Linked DNA regions of Pan troglodytes: region 2 is linked to region 1. The links are chromatin contacts, called in public Hi-C maps. All regions are on one chromosome and are shown on one strand. Each heading gives the region's core, a stretch centred on a gene start, on an enhancer-like site or on the middle of the called end of the contact. The rest is flanking DNA. Distances are from core to core; before and after follow the strand shown. Region 1 has its middle 280 kb from the start of CRYBB1. Region 2 overlaps MN1 (MN1 proto-oncogene, transcriptional regulator).

What was found. Hi-C and Micro-C count contacts between places; a contact is called where the count stands out from the background.
Region 2: a contact with region 1 is called in a Hi-C map of stem cell-derived neural progenitor cells, with 3 times the contacts expected there. The contact joins two enhancer-like sites. A contact is called at or near these places in 1 of 7 Hi-C or Micro-C datasets (stem cell-derived neural progenitor cells) and 1 of 1 datasets of contacts at active chromatin or transcription factors (stem cell-derived excitatory neurons).

What each region holds. Positions count from the first base shown.
Region 1 is chr23:29,062,503-29,069,816 of NHGRI_mPanTro3-v2.0_pri, reverse strand. No RefSeq gene overlaps it. Among named protein-coding and RNA genes, the nearest start is that of CRYBB1, 280 kb to the right of the region's middle. Within about 2 kb of position 3,871, at least 8 of the 24 cell types and tissues checked have an H3K27ac peak or open chromatin away from gene starts, as enhancers often do. A contact at or near this core is called in stem cell-derived neural progenitor cells, where this site is marked.
Region 2 is chr23:29,952,113-29,959,426 of NHGRI_mPanTro3-v2.0_pri, reverse strand. MN1 (MN1 proto-oncogene, transcriptional regulator) reads left to right here. Exons shown (of 2, transcript XM_016938877.4): 1 at 1-7,314. The coding sequence starts at 4,811. Among named protein-coding and RNA genes, the nearest start is that of MN1, 8.8 kb to the left of the region's middle. Within about 2 kb of position 3,491, at least 14 of the 24 cell types and tissues checked have an H3K27ac peak or open chromatin away from gene starts, as enhancers often do. A contact at or near this core is called in stem cell-derived neural progenitor cells, where this site is marked.

The DNA of each region.
Region 1 (7,314 bases), core at 2,622-5,121:
AGCAACTCAGGAGGCTGAGTGGGAGAACCTCTTGAGCCCAGGAGGTGGAGGATGTAGTGAGCTATAGTGGAGCCACTGAACCCCAGCCTGAGTGACAGAGACAGACACTGTCTCAAAAAAAAAAAAAGAATGGTTGTACTGAACATGTACAGACTTCTTTTCTTGTCATTATTCCCTAAACAATAGAGTATAACAAGTATTTACATAGCATTTACATTATATTAGGTATTGTAAGTAATCTGGAAATGATTTAAAGCATACGGGTGGATTGTGTAGGTTATATGCAAATACTATGTCATTTTGTATCAGTGACTTGAGGATTCGTGGATTTTGGTATCCACAGGGGGTCCTGGAACCAATCCTTCATGGGTACCCAGGGATGACTGTATATAAGGTACCAACAGGAAACACCAAACTCTCATTGGAGGGATAAAAGGTAAAGGGTGCAAGGACAGAGGAGTCAGTTTGAGTTTGAGTTGGTTACTGAAGAAGGGTCAAGAAAGAGGAGGGAGCACTCCCAAGAACAGGAGGAGCTCATGGGAAGGCAAGGAGCAGAGATACGAAACTTTCAGAGCATTCCAAGTCCCTTAGAGACACCCTCAGGTGCAGATCTTGAAGGACCCTGTAAGTCAGAACATAGGGGTACTAGGGAGCCATTGAAAGGTTTTGAGCAGTTAAGTGACAAGGTCCGGAAATATCACTCTGACGGGGGTTGAACAGAAGAGTCTTTAGAATTCCCACTTACGTCTCTTGCCCTTTCTCCATCCCTTCTTCCATAAGCTTTAACTGAGCACCTACCGTGTGCATAGCCCCATACTAGGTGCCTGAGACCAGGAGCCAGGTATCCGCACACAAGTGCATGGCGTGATCAGCCGTGAGCAGCAGTAATTGGACCCCGTCTGCATCTGCTGTCTCCTGTTGCTTGGAAAACACTTCCCACTGAGCTTCAAATGTGCACCTGCTGGCCCTCACACTCGCATAAAAGTCTCTGAAAAAAAAATTGATTATATTCATTCTCTTAACCTCACCCCAACCCGAACATAAATCGTCTCTGTTTATAACACTTCTGGCATTTTGTGCATTTTGCCGAGTGACATAAAATGACAATAAATTTAGGCCCCACCAGCAGAAAAGTACCTAAAATGCCACATGTCACTAATATTGACAGGTTCTAAAAGTAAAACTTGGAAATGGTTCAGGCGACATAAATTAAAATAAAAATATATAGTTTGTCCTTGAGAAAGAATCAGCTAAAATTAAACCTCAGTGTGGGTAGGATGTCCAGGAATATGAGGGAAGGAAACATCAGGGATGCATGGTTCAGAACAGAGTCCCAGAAGGGGAGGCCAAGAAGGACCCAGAGAAAATTCAAGCCAGGACCTTGATGGAAAAAAGAAGGACTGCTCTTCAAGCTGCACCGTCCAATACTGTAGCTGCTACCTTTATGTGAGCATTTAAATATAAATCTAAATACAATAAAAATTCAGCTTCTCAGTTGCACTAACCACTTTTCAAGTGCTCAGTAGCTACCTGAGGCTACTGAGCACTTGAGTTGGAGGGCAGATTAGAGATCACAGAAAGTTCTATTGGACAGCTCTGTCTAGGAGCAGGAGCATCCCTGCCGCTGTGCAGGGTGACTGACACCTGAGTCTCCTCTCCTTCCTCCCAGCCTTCTCTCCTCCCTCCCAGCCTTCTCTCCTCCACTTCCTCCTCTCTTCCTCTCTCCTCTTCTCTCTCTCTTTCCTTCACTCCTCTTTTCTCTCTCCTTCCCTCTCCCTTCTCTTCTTTCTCTCCCCTCCCCTCTCTCACTTTCTCACTCTCCTCTCTTTCTCCTCTTTCTTCCCTCCCCTCTCTTCTCTCTCTGTTTTGCCTTCCCCTCTTGTCTCTCTTTTTTTTTTTTAAGTTTTACTCTAAGTTCAGGGGTACATGTGCAGTTTTACTATATAGGTATACCTGTGTCATAGGGATTTGTGGTACAGATTATTTTATCACCCAGGAATGAAGCCCACTACCCATTAGTTATTTTTCCTGATCCACTCCCTCCTCCCATCCTCAACCCTCCGATAAGCTCCAGTGCGTGTTGTTCCCCTCTATGTGTCCATGTATCCTTGTCATTTAGCTCCCACTTATAAATGAGAATATGCAGTATTCAGTTTTCCATTCCCGTGTTATGTTGCTAAGGATAATGGCCTCCAGCTCCATCCATGTTCCTGCAAAGGACATGATCTTTTCTTTTTCTTTCTTCTCCTTTCTTTTTCTTTTCTCTTCTTTCCCTCTTCTCTCTCCTCTGTTCCTTTCTCTTCTCTCTTTCCCTCTTCTCTCTCCTCTCTTTATCTTTCTTCCCTCTCTTTTCTCTCCCTTTCTTCCCCCGTCTTTCTCCTCTCTTCTCTCCCTTTTTCTCTCTCTTTCTAAATGACTGCTTGCCTCCCCCCAACTGTCTTTCTCTTTGCCTCTTTCTCTCTTCTATTTCCCTTCCATTTTATTTGCTTTTCTAAAACATAAATACATTGAATTCAGAAGGCAGCGCGGGATTTGGAAACCAGGGGTCCAAAGCCCTGCTTGACCATTTTGCAGCTGTGAGATTTCAGGCAAGTGACTCCAGCAGGCTCGTCATCCTCCACACTGGTAATTATGGAGAAAATAATACCTACTGTGCTTGGCCATTGAATTACATCACCTGTTCAGTGGCACGCAGTAGGTGCTCAGTGGTTGCAACTTTTTCTTCTCCTTGATCACAAAGCTTCAGAGGCTCAAAAAAATCTACCAGAACTTTTTCAGCCTCTTAAGCTCAGAATAGGAGCCTCGCCATATTTTCCATCTTTCATCTCTGGCTTTAACCCACTCAACCCTCTCCCACATTCCAAACATTCCATGCACTTTCCGGCCACTGGGCCTTTGCACATGCTGTGTGCCCAGCCTGGGTTGCCCTTTCCCCTTTTGCTTGCCTTAGCCTGCTTCCCTCAGTGGAGAATTCGGCTCAGAGGTCACCACAGCTTCTTCATCCTCTGCAGCTACTAACACAGGACAGGCTGAGGAACCCAATAAGGAAAGAAGGTGTAGATAGAACCCCAGAGAAATTAGAGAGCTGGTCAGGCTCATTTCAGGCAGACTGAAACCTGGTCTCAGTCTCTGGCTGAGATGACATATTTCATTCATTCAATCAACAGTTTTGGGCATCTACTGTTTGCATACTCCTGCCCCAGCTGGATGCAGAGATGCATCAGGCAAGTTCCTTTCTGGAGCGGTCACAGCCCAGTGGGGAAAGAGACCCTCCCCAGTGCAGTTACTAGACAGCGTGGTAAGTTCTGGAATACAGGTGGGTGAAGGTTCCCCGGTCGCACAAAAGGGGGCTAGCAGTCCACTTGAGGAAGTTATGGGGACTTCAGAAAATGCCCCAAGAGCAGAGTATTTGGTGCAGCAGGAGGTGAGGTTGCCACAAAGAAGCTAGCTTTTGTGGTAGGGACATTCCAGGACAGGTGACAAGTCAGGACTGGAGGAGGCTTGTGAGAGCCAAAGGAGTCCAGGGCCAATAGCTTTTCAGTGGGACTGAGCTTAGCTAGGAAGAGGGGACTAGAAGGAAAGCAGGTCAGGAGGGTGAAAGGGGCAAGACCATCACGAGAAGTCACATAGGTTGGCTAAGGAGCCGGGACTTGACCCTGAGTGCAGCCAGGAGTCCCGGAAAGGGTTAAAGCAAGGGAGACCCGTGACCATAGAGGCAGTTTAGAAATCTGACTGCTCTGGGCCGGCCCTATGATGGGAGACAGTGTGGGGTCCGGCTCAGAAAGGAGGTGAGGGCCGAGATAGGCAAGGGTGGCCCTGGTGCAGACAAGAGCAGGGGAGAGGTGAAGCGGCGAAAGAGGGGCGGGTCCCATCTCGGGCCTCGCCCTTCCCCCTTTGGCGGCGGCTGCCTCGGGCGTCTAACCACCTCCCCCTCCCCAGCCCTTTCCCTCCCCACCCCCTCCCTGCCTTCTGGCTGCACAATTTGTGAAGAACATTATGTAAATGGGCTTTATGCAAATCTAGCCTCTCCCCCTGCTCGCTCGCTGGACTCCTGAACCCTAATTAACTTGCCAAAGCCTAATGTTGCCGTCCCCTTTACACCGGCCCAGCCCCCCCGCCCGCTCCCCCTACCAGGAAATCCGTCTTCAGAAGCAAGCGCGGTGTAATCGCTCCCTCATTTGAATGTGCGAGCTGTCGCCCACACCCTTAGCCCGCAGGAGAAGGCGGCCTTTCAGCCCCTGACACTTGTGCTTCCGATACGGCTCCAAAATAAATGCCTCTTTTTCTTCCCCCCACCCCCTCCCGCCTTATTTTTGCTTGCTTCTAGACCCAGAAACAGCCTGGGTAAAGTTGATGCAATTTCTCATTATCTTCAAGTCTTTCGTCCACCACTAGCATCACCCTCCCCTCCCCGACCTCAAGGTAAGGAATCTAATACCCTCTCCTCTCCATCGCTCTCAAAATAGCCGCTCAGGAAAGGAGCAAGGGCCGGCGCGGTGGCTCATGCCTGCAATCCCAGCACTTTGGGAGGCCGAGGGAGGCAGATCACCCGAGGTCAGGAGTTCAGACCAGCCTGGCCAACAAAGTGCAACCCTATCTTTATTTGCAACCCTATCTTTATTAAAACAAACAGGAGGCTAAGGCAGGAGAATTGCTGGAACCGGGGAGGAGGAGGTTGCGGTGAGCCGAGATCGCGCCCACTGCACTCCAGCCTAGGTGGAAAAGGAAAGAAAGAAGGAAAGAAGGAAAGAAAGGGAGGCGGGGGGGGGGGGAGAGAGAGAGAGAGAAAGGAAGGAAGGGAAAGAAAGAAGAAAGAGAGGGAGGGAGGGAGAGAAAGGAGGGAGGGAGAGAGAGGAGAAAGACAGGAAGGAAAGAGAGAAAGACAGGAAGGAAGGAGAGCGAGAGGAAGGAAGGAAGGGAGGGAGCAGGGAGGGAGCAGGGAGGGAGGGAGGGATTGGTGTTTTTTGAAATCAGAACAGCAAGGATGTATTCAGCTCCTGCTCCCTGCAAGGCACTGTGTGCCTACCACCTAAATGAAGGTATGTTGTTGACCTAGAAAAGACTCCAGGAGCGTCTCTTCCAGCCTGCTTGTTTTTTTTAAAGACAGGGTCTTGCTCTGTCACCCAGGCTAGGGTGCAGTGGTATAATCACAGTTCACTGCAGCCTTGAATTCCTGGGCTCAAACAATCCTCCAGCCTCAGCCTCCTGAGTACTATAGATGCATACGTGCCACCATGCCCACCTAATATTTTTAAAATATTTTTTGTAGAGAGCTTTGTTTCCCAGGCTGGTATCAAATTCCTGGCTTCAGGTAATCCTCCTGCTTTGGCCTCCTGAGTAGCTGGGACTACAGGCATGTGCCACCATGCCTGGCTAATTTCTTTAAAAAAATTTTTATAGAGACAGAAGAGGTCTCACTGTGTTGCTGAGGCTGGTCTCAAACTCCTGGCCTCAAGCGATCCTCATTGTCTGGGCCTCTCAAAGTGTTGGGATTATAGGAATGACCCACCATGCCGGGCCCTTGATTTTTTTTTTTTTTTTTTTTTTTTTTTGTCTTTGTTGAGACAAGCTGTCACTCTGTTGCCCAGGCTGGAATGCAGTGGTGCAATCTCACCAGCCCTTGATTTTTTTTTTTTTTTTTTTTTTTTTTTTGAGAGAGTCTCGTGCTATTGCCCAGTGGCACAATCTCAGCTTACTACAACCTCTGCCTCCCTGATTCACGTGATTCTCCTGCCTTCACCTCCCGAATAGCTGGGACTACGGGCACGCACCACCACGCCCAGCTAATTTTTGTATTTTCCGTAGAGGCAGGGTTTCACCATGTTGACCAAGCTGGACTTGAACTCCCAACCTCAGGTGATCCACCCGCCTCCGCCTCCCAAAGTCCTAGGATTCCAGGCGTGAGCCACCGCGCCGCCGGCCCAGCCTTGATTTTAAAGATAGTTGAACCTATGTTCCACCACCAATGACGCATCCAAGGTCAAGCAGCAGGGATGGGCTGGAAGGCAGCCTCCCAGTCCCCCACCAGCCTGGGCCTTTCTGCTTAACATCCCTCGTTCCAAACAGCACAGCCTAAAGTAGCTGAGCTCTTCTGGCAGCCTTGTGCCTGCTCCCTTCAAGTGCAGAACAAAGCAAAATAAAGGCTTTCCCTGGAAACAAGAAGAATCGTGTTGTCAGCCGGTTCGTGCTGCTGCAGCAAATCTCCTGGATGTGGCTCCCCAAACAGAGATGGGAGGGGGGTGGCTGCCTCTGCAATCTGGGGGCAGAGCAGGCAAGGCGTCTAGGGCTCGGCGTCTAGGGTTTTTGAAAGATGCAAGATGTCGGACATTTGCTGGGGTGCTAACAAGCAGGGCTGTCATTCATTTGTTCGTTCACTTATTCAACCATCATTTATTCAGGAAATATTTAGTGTCCATAGTGCCTGGGCCAGAGTGAATCCCAAAATATATTTCTGCCCGCAGAACCAGGTAACCCACTTGTCACTGGCTACAAGAAACCAAGATCACCATATGCAAACAGCCGTCTGACACCAAGTCTTTCCTGCTGGCCAAATCTCCCTCCCTCCTCCCCCAGCAACCTGGCATCTGAATAAAGGACCTACATTTGGAAATCCCCATCATCATCTTGTTCCTTCATTTTCATTTCTGCAAAGAAGTAATATACGCCTGCGCTTAGTCCTGAGGAGGACAGTTCATCCTGAAAGGCAGTTTATCCTGGAGGAGAGGATCTGGAGTCACGCACGGGTTCAAATCTACAAGCTTTGGCAAGGCACCACTTTCAAAGCCTTTTTATTCTCATCTGTAAAAGGGGTGTCACAACCATGCCTAGCTCTCAGGTTGAAGGGGGATTAAATGGAGAAATGGGAAAATGTAGAAAATATCACCCTCTTTCTGAGATAAAAGCCTGTTCACAGAATCTCTATTGAAGCCATCAATTTCTCATTGAGGTTTCAAAAACGAGGATAGAAAGCCAGAATTCTTGTAAGTTTTTGGTGAGGATTTTGTTATAGCGGAGATATCTTTGAAGACAGTTTTCGAAAGCACTTTGATCTGGTCACTCTCTGAGCCTCAATTTTCTGAGTGCTAAAATGGGAATAATAAAATTAGCCACCCCAAAGGGTTATAGGAAGGAATTAATTAGGGAGGTCTTAGTACTGTGTGAGTCACATAGTTATGGCTCTGTGAATCTCAAAGAACATAGACATAGATACACTCAATTACACTAGGCAACGGGGAATTTTTTGAACATCAATTAATTAATTAAAAGTTAGTTTCCCAGTTTCTCTATTAAGAAAAGGTTTTTTTTTTCTTTTTT
Region 2 (7,314 bases), core at 2,242-4,741, 890 kb before region 1:
TGTACATGTGTCTGTGCTGGTGTTGGGGGCCAACGGGGCAGGCACGAAGGCTGTGTGTCTCCTGGGTGACGGGTATTGGGTGTGGGTTGCTTTGTGTTTCTATAGAGTGAGAGTTCACTGGTGGGCTGCAGGCTGAGGCTCCTGGGGTAGCTGAGGTGTGCCAGGCTCTCCATATCAGCGGTGAGTGCTCTGGGGGCCATCCCAGGCAGTTCCCCACTTGTCACCAGCTTAAAACATCCCTCTCCAGCTCTGGGGCCCCATCCAGCTGTGTCTCCTCCTTCCCTTGCCCAGAGGGCCTCCTCTGGCCGTTGCCAGCACACTCAGTGCCCCCGGAGGGGGACCTGGGGAGGGAGGAGGATGGAGAAAGCCCTGGCGGGTGGAGGGCCCTGAGGCTCCTGCTGCTCCCGGCTGTGCGCCTGCGGGGACTTTGAATTCATCTGAGCGCTAGGGGGCAATGTGTCTGTTCCAAAGAAACACTGCGGGACCTTGCGGGCGAAAGCACACACAGGCACACGCAGGGGCGCCCACACTGTGGAGGCGCACACGCCGGCGCATACACGGGCACAGATGGGCACAGGCTGTGAGGCACACGCCCTCACACTCGCAGAAAAAACAGACACACTGGAGCAGAGATACAGGCATGCAAGGGGTGAGGCAGCTGCACACACACAGGTACAAACGCAGTGGCTCACACACACAGAAATGCGGGGTTGGGGGACAGACAGAGAACATGCACCAAGACCCCCAAAGATCCATGCACGAACGCCGACGCAGGCATGGACAGAAACACACGCAGATGCCCCGCCACCCGCATACAAGCAAAGGCACAAAATGCAGACGTGTGCCACACACCCGCACAACATTTGCAGTGTTAAAGAAAGGTGACCGAGACACACATCCTGAACAGAAACTCCGCCAGGCCCAAACACTCCCTTCTTTCAGCCACTCACACACCTTGTGGAGCTAACTCTTGGAAACAGCCCCAGAAAAATACTCCCACACCCCCCCTCCCTGGAGCACACGGAATTATTCCACAGGAAACCTGCCCAGGTGTGCTGGAGACCCCCGCCCAGTCCTGTGTGAAGTCATGCCTCAGCTCTGCAGACGCCCCCATCCGGGTCTCCCCAGACGACAGGCCTGTGAGCCATTCTTCCCACCCTCCTGGCCCACCCCCAGGCACCAGACAGGTCCCCACTTTTCCCTATTTCCTCCAGACACAGAAACACAGGCGGCTCATAGGTGCCTCAGGAGACACCCATAGTCGAGAGCAGACTGAGTATGTGACCCAGTATCTTGGACTATGCCCAGGCCTTTGCCCATGTGGGGGCCTCTTCCTCACAACCAGGTTTTCCTATTGCCTCCCGCTTTTTGTCCAGGAGGTTCAAGATCCCCCCTGCTCTGTCTCGGGAGCCCCAGAGCCCCAGAGCCCCAGGGTCCTAGGCCCCGGGGCGGGGGAGGGGGGTGTCACTGGAGGGCCTACCCAAGCCTTTATTTCTTTGTGCCTAAATCAGCAAAGCCTCAGTCTTTTCTCTGGCTCTCACTTCCCTGTCACTTTGCTAAGTAATAATTTCCATGTCCAATTCCATTTCTTTTCTAGTTCTGAAACCTCTAAGCTATCAGCAAGAGGATAGTTCACATGAAAACTAATTACACAAAATCAATATTTAATCACAGACCAACAACCTGATCCTGCAGAAAAATCCTTTAAAAACTCCACCGCCCTGTACAAATACTTCTTCCCTATGCTTATTTATGGACCTCATTTTTGATGGGGGTAATTTTCATTTTTAATTTCAAAAAAGAAAAAATATATATGTCTGTAAACTTCCACAACAGGAAGGCCCCGGGAAAGGTCTTGGATCTGAGCTTGCTCTGGCTGAGTTTTAAAGTTGTTGGTTTTTCTTGTTTGTTTATTTTTAATTAAAAATTTTTTTGGGCGGGGGGCAATTTCTTAGGAATTCTGCCGCTACCCCAAAGTTGAGCCCATTTCCCCCCACCCCCCGGCATGTCGGTTCTGGCATACTTAGCACTGCCTTCCTAGCCGCAACTCCGGGGAGCAATGAATCTGCGCGTACGACATGGTAACTTTTTAACTCCGGCCCGCGAGGGTAGAGTGCTTAATCTAAGGTTTTTAAATAAAAAGGGCTCAGGGGTCGGTTTTATTATAACGTTTATTTCATTTCAGATTTCATGCGTAATTTAGCAAACGCTAGACAGACTCGGGCGATAAACACTTTCTTTTGTGGGGGGGAAAGGCATTTTCATACACCACGCTTAATTTTATTTAGATTTAATAGCGATATCAGGGGCACTTCAAAGAAAGTTCTTTTTTCGCCCTTCTCCTAAGAATGCGAATCTGCTAGCAAAATCGCCTCGTGCTATTTTATGGCAAGGAAAATTAAAGGCCTTCTCCCCCCTCCTTCCCTACACACACTTTAGGGAGGAACACACACACACACACACGCATGCACACACACACGCACGCACGCAGGCGCGCGCACACGCACACAGGCGCACAGAATAAACACCCCTATCCTCCATCACCTCTAACTTCCAACTTCTAATTGCAAGATAGATTTCAGCCTCTGTGGGGATCAGGACGATCTAAACATTTTAACTAAGATTATTGGGATAAATATTTCATAAAGAGCAGGGCAGATATTAAATTACTCCTATTGATTTTAGTATCACAGCCCAATTCCATTCCTCGGCCTCTTCAGTTTAATTGATCTCTTAAGGAGGCCAACTTCGCACCCGCAGAGGGCCTGGGTCTTGGACCGGGTGGCCCAGGGCAAGGTGTGCGGCCCGGCGGGTGCGCCCTCTTCGTGCGTGTCTTCTCGGGGTTCCCAGCCGCCTCGCAAGTCGCTCCGGTTACTGGGCTCAACCGATGTGCTCCCCCATAAAGTGGCTGAGTGACTGTGACTCCTTGGAGCCCACGCCGGCCGGTGAGAACCGGGAACCCCAGGCAGTGGGGAAGGGGAACAATTGTGAGCGCCCTAGTGACGGAGGAGTGAGCAAGCTCCCAGTTCTCTCGAGGAGAACCCTAACTTCGAGGTTCCCCGTCTGCTTTACCCTCCAAGAAAATCCCAGGGCCGGCTAACTTGGGCGCCGCTAGCGGAGAACGGAGTGTTCACCCCGGAGCCGAAGTGCAGTAGACACTTAGCGACTTTCCGTGGCGAGTCCAGGGTCTTTGCCTGGCGACCTCATTGTCTGAGCGCCCCGTACCGCTCACCGCCCACCTCCCCGCCCCCTGCCCACCCGGTGGGTCTCTCTCCAGTTGGGGGTGGGGAGTTGGGAACAGTGTGAATGGGAAGGGGGTGAACAAAGCCAAGCTCCCGCCATTCTCCTCCGCCTGCACCCTCTCCAGCTCGATGCGCCCGGAGGCCGGGGCGCGCCCCCAGCGCACTGACGCCGGACCCCGAGGAGAGGCGGGCGCAGGGGACCCCAGAGCTGGGGTAGTGCGGGTTCGTGGCGGGGGCTTCGTCAGCTAGGACCCCGGACCACCTTAAGAGCGAGCCCCGCCCCGGGCCCGGAACTTGGGCGGCGCTGATTGGTGCAAATGTAATGGCTGAAATTGATTGCTGAAATGCAAAACTTGTTGCTGCTTCTCCCGGCGCTGGGCGAGAGGCAGACACAGAGAGGGGAGCCGAGACCCTCGGAACGCCCCACGCAGAGCCCCCCCGCTAGTCGGGAGAGGGGTGCGCAGACCCCCCAGAGCTGCCCCCGCGCCCCCCTCCCCCCATTCCGGGCTCTGAGAGCGCAGCGGGAACGCCTTAGCCTGCTCGCCCGGCGTGGCCCCCCGACCCGCGTACGCCCCCCTCCCTCAGGTCCGAGAGGGACTCGCGAAGCACCTCAGCGCGGAGGCAGGGAACCGGAGCCTTGGAGCGACCCAACCCCTCGTCTCGCTGCCCTCCCGCGCCTGCAACGGTGCGCGGAGACTCCGGCGAACTCAGACACCCAACGGCGGAGAACAGAAGCGGCAGGCGGCGGACGTGGCCGCGAAGCTGCGCGCCGGGCGCAGCGCACCCGCTGCCGAGCAGAGGAGCCGCGCCTTTCCCCGACCCTCGTCTCCAGCCCCCGGCGCCTGCCGCCTCGCAGCCCCTCTGCGTCCTCAGCTCGGGGGCCGGCACCGGCGATGCCGAGCGGAGCCTCCAGTCCTCCGACCCGCTGAAGAAGCAGCAGCCGCTCGCCCGGAGCCTACGGGGATTGTGCGAGCGGATCGTGCTCGGTGGAGGCTCGGGCTGCGGGGCGCGGGGACTCCGGGGGGCGGGGGGAGGGACCGCTCTGTCGGTGCCCGGCGCTAGCCGCGGCTTTGAAGGGTCTCCCTCCCCTGCCCTTAGCAGCTCTGCCACGGACTCCGGGAGGCTGCGGGCGGCGTCCTGGGGGCTCCCCAGCAGACCCAATCGGACTTGAGAAGGTGATCGCTCTGCTCTCCCAACCCCCTTCCCTCCCCATTCCCCCCACTTAACTTTTTGTCTCCGTTCATCCGCGGCTTCGTCCCCTCCCCGCAGACCCACCCGCGGCTGTGACAACCGCCCGGGGCATGGGCCCCCCAACACGGCTCCTAGAGGCCCCGCGGCCTCGCAAGATGTGAGAGGCCCTCCCCGGGCAGAATCGGAGCTTCGGGAGAGGAGCTGATACCCCGCCCCCCGTCCCTCACATCAGGCGGGGTGGAGGTGCGCGCTGAGCCCCCGCGGTGCTGAGCGTCCCGGAGCGCCCAATCCTGGGCTGGAACGAGTAGCTGGCCGGAGGCGCGCCGCGGAGAGCCGGCTGTCATGCCCTATTGATCCCCCTCTGCCCCCCGCCAAGTATGTTTGGGCTGGACCAATTCGAGCCCCAGATCAACAGCAGGAACGCTGGCCAGGGCGAGAGGAACTTTAACGAGACCGGACTGAGCATGAACACCCACTTTAAGGCCCCGGCTTTCCACACTGGGGGGCCCCCTGGCCCTGTGGATCCTGCTATGAGCGCGCTGGGCGAACCCCCGATCTTGGGCATGAACATGGAGCCCTACGGCTTCCACGCGCGCGGCCACTCGGAGTTGCACGCAGGGGGGCTGCAAGCGCAGCCTGTGCACGGCTTCTTTGGCGGCCAGCAGCCTCACCACGGCCACCCGGGAAGTCATCATCCCCACCAGCATCACCCCCACTTTGGGGGCAACTTCGGTGGCCCAGACCCCGGGGCCTCGTGCCTGCACGGGGGTCGCCTGCTCGGCTACGGCGGCGCAGCCGGAGGCCTGGGCAGCCAGCCGCCCTTCGCCGAGGGCTATGAGCACATGGCGGAGAGCCAGGGGCCTGAGAGCTTCGGCCCGCAGCGACCGGGGAACCTCCCGGACTTCCACAGTTCAGGTGCCTCCGGCCACGCCGTGCCGGCCCCATGCCTGCCGCTGGACCAGAGCCCTAACCGAGCCGCCTCCTTCCACGGCCTGCCGTCCTCCAGCGGCTCCGATTCCCACAGTCTGGAGCCACGGAGGGTGACGAACCAAGGAGCCGTCGACTCGCTGGAATACAATTACCCGGGCGAGGCGCCCTCGGGACATTTTGACATGTTTTCGCCCTCTGACTCCGAAGGGCAGCTGCCTCATTATGCAGCGGGTCGCCAGGTTCCCGGGGGCGCTTTCCCGGGCGCCTCGGCCATGCCCAGAGCTGCGGGCATGGTGGGCTTGTCCAAAATGCACGCCCAGCCACCGCAGCAGCAGCCCCAGCAGCAGCAGCAGCAGCAGCAGCAGCCCCAGCAGCAGCAGCAGCAGCATGGTGTGTTCTTTGAGAGGTTCGGTGGGGCCAGAAAGATGCCTGTGGGTCTGGAGCCCTCAGTGGGCTCCAGGCACCCGTTAATGCAGCCTCCCCAGCAGGCCCCGCCACCCCCTCAGCAGCAGCCCCCGCAGCAGCCGCCACAGCAGCAGCCGCCGCCGCCACCCGGGCTTCTAGTCCGACAAAATTCGTGCCCGCCTGCGCTCCCTCGGCCCCAGCAGGGCGAGGCGGGCACGCCCAGCGGCGGCCTGCAGGACGGAGGCCCCATGCTGCCCAGCCAGCACGCGCAATTCGAGTATCCCATCCACCGGCTGGAGAACCGGAGCATGCACCCTTATTCCGAGCCTGTTTTCAGCATGCAGCATCCTCCTCCGCAGCAGGCGCCCAACCAGCGGCTGCAGCATTTCGACGCGCCCCCCTACATGAACGTGGCCAAGAGGCCGCGCTTCGACTTTCCGGGCAGCGCGGGAGTGGACCGCTGCGCTTCGTGGAACGGCAGCATGCACAACGGCGCTCTGGATAATCACCTCTCCCCTTCCGCCTACCCAGGCCTACCCGGCGAGTTCACACCGCCTGTGCCCGACAGCTTCCCTTCGGGGCCGCCCCTGCAGCATCCGGCCCCGGACCACCAGTCCCTGCAGCAGCAGCAGCAGCAGCAACAGCAGCAACAGCAGCAGCAGCAACAGCAACAGCAACAGCAACAGCAGCAGCAGCAGCAGCAGCAGCGCCAAAACGCGGCCCTCATGATTAAGCAGATGGCGTCGCGGAATCAGCAGCAGCGGCTGCGCCAGCCCAACCTGGCTCAGCTAGGCCACCCCGGGGACGTGGGCCAGGGCGGCCTGGTGCATGGCGGCCCGGTGGGCGGCTTGGCCCAGCCGAACTTTGAGCGCGAAGGCGGCAGCACGGGCGCCGGGCGTCTGGGCACCTTCGAGCAGCAGGCGCCGCACTTGGCGCAAGAGAGCGCGTGGTTCTCAGGTCCGCATCCGCCGCCCGGAGACCTGCTGCCCCGTAGGATGGGCGGCTCGGGTCTGCCCGCTGACTGTGGCCCGCACGACCCCAGCCTGGCGCCACCTCCTCCGCCTGGTGGCTCGGGGGTGCTGTTCCGGGGCCCTCTGCAGGAGCCGATGAGGATGCCCGGAGAGGGCCACGTGCCCGCGCTGCCTTCACCGGGCCTGCAGTTCGGGGGCAGTCTGGGAGGCCTGGGTCAGCTGCAGTCGCCCGGGGCGGGCGTGGGGCTCCCCAGCGCTGCTTCGGAGCGCCGGCCCCCGCCGCCGGACTTTGCTACGTCTGCGCTCGGGGGCCAGCCGGGCTTTCCGTTTGGTGCAGCCGGCCGGCAGGCCACGCCGCACAGCGGTCCAGGCGTGAACTCTCCCCCCAGCGCGGGAGGAGGCGGTGGCAGCTCTGGTGGCGGCGGTGGCGGGGGTGCCTACCCGCCGCAGCCTGATTTCCAGCCCAGCCAGCGCACCTCGGCCAGTAAATTGGGCGCGCTCTCGCTGGGCTCCTTCAACAAGCCCAGCTCCAAGGACAACCTGTTCGGCCAGAGCTGCCTGGCTGCGCTCTCCAC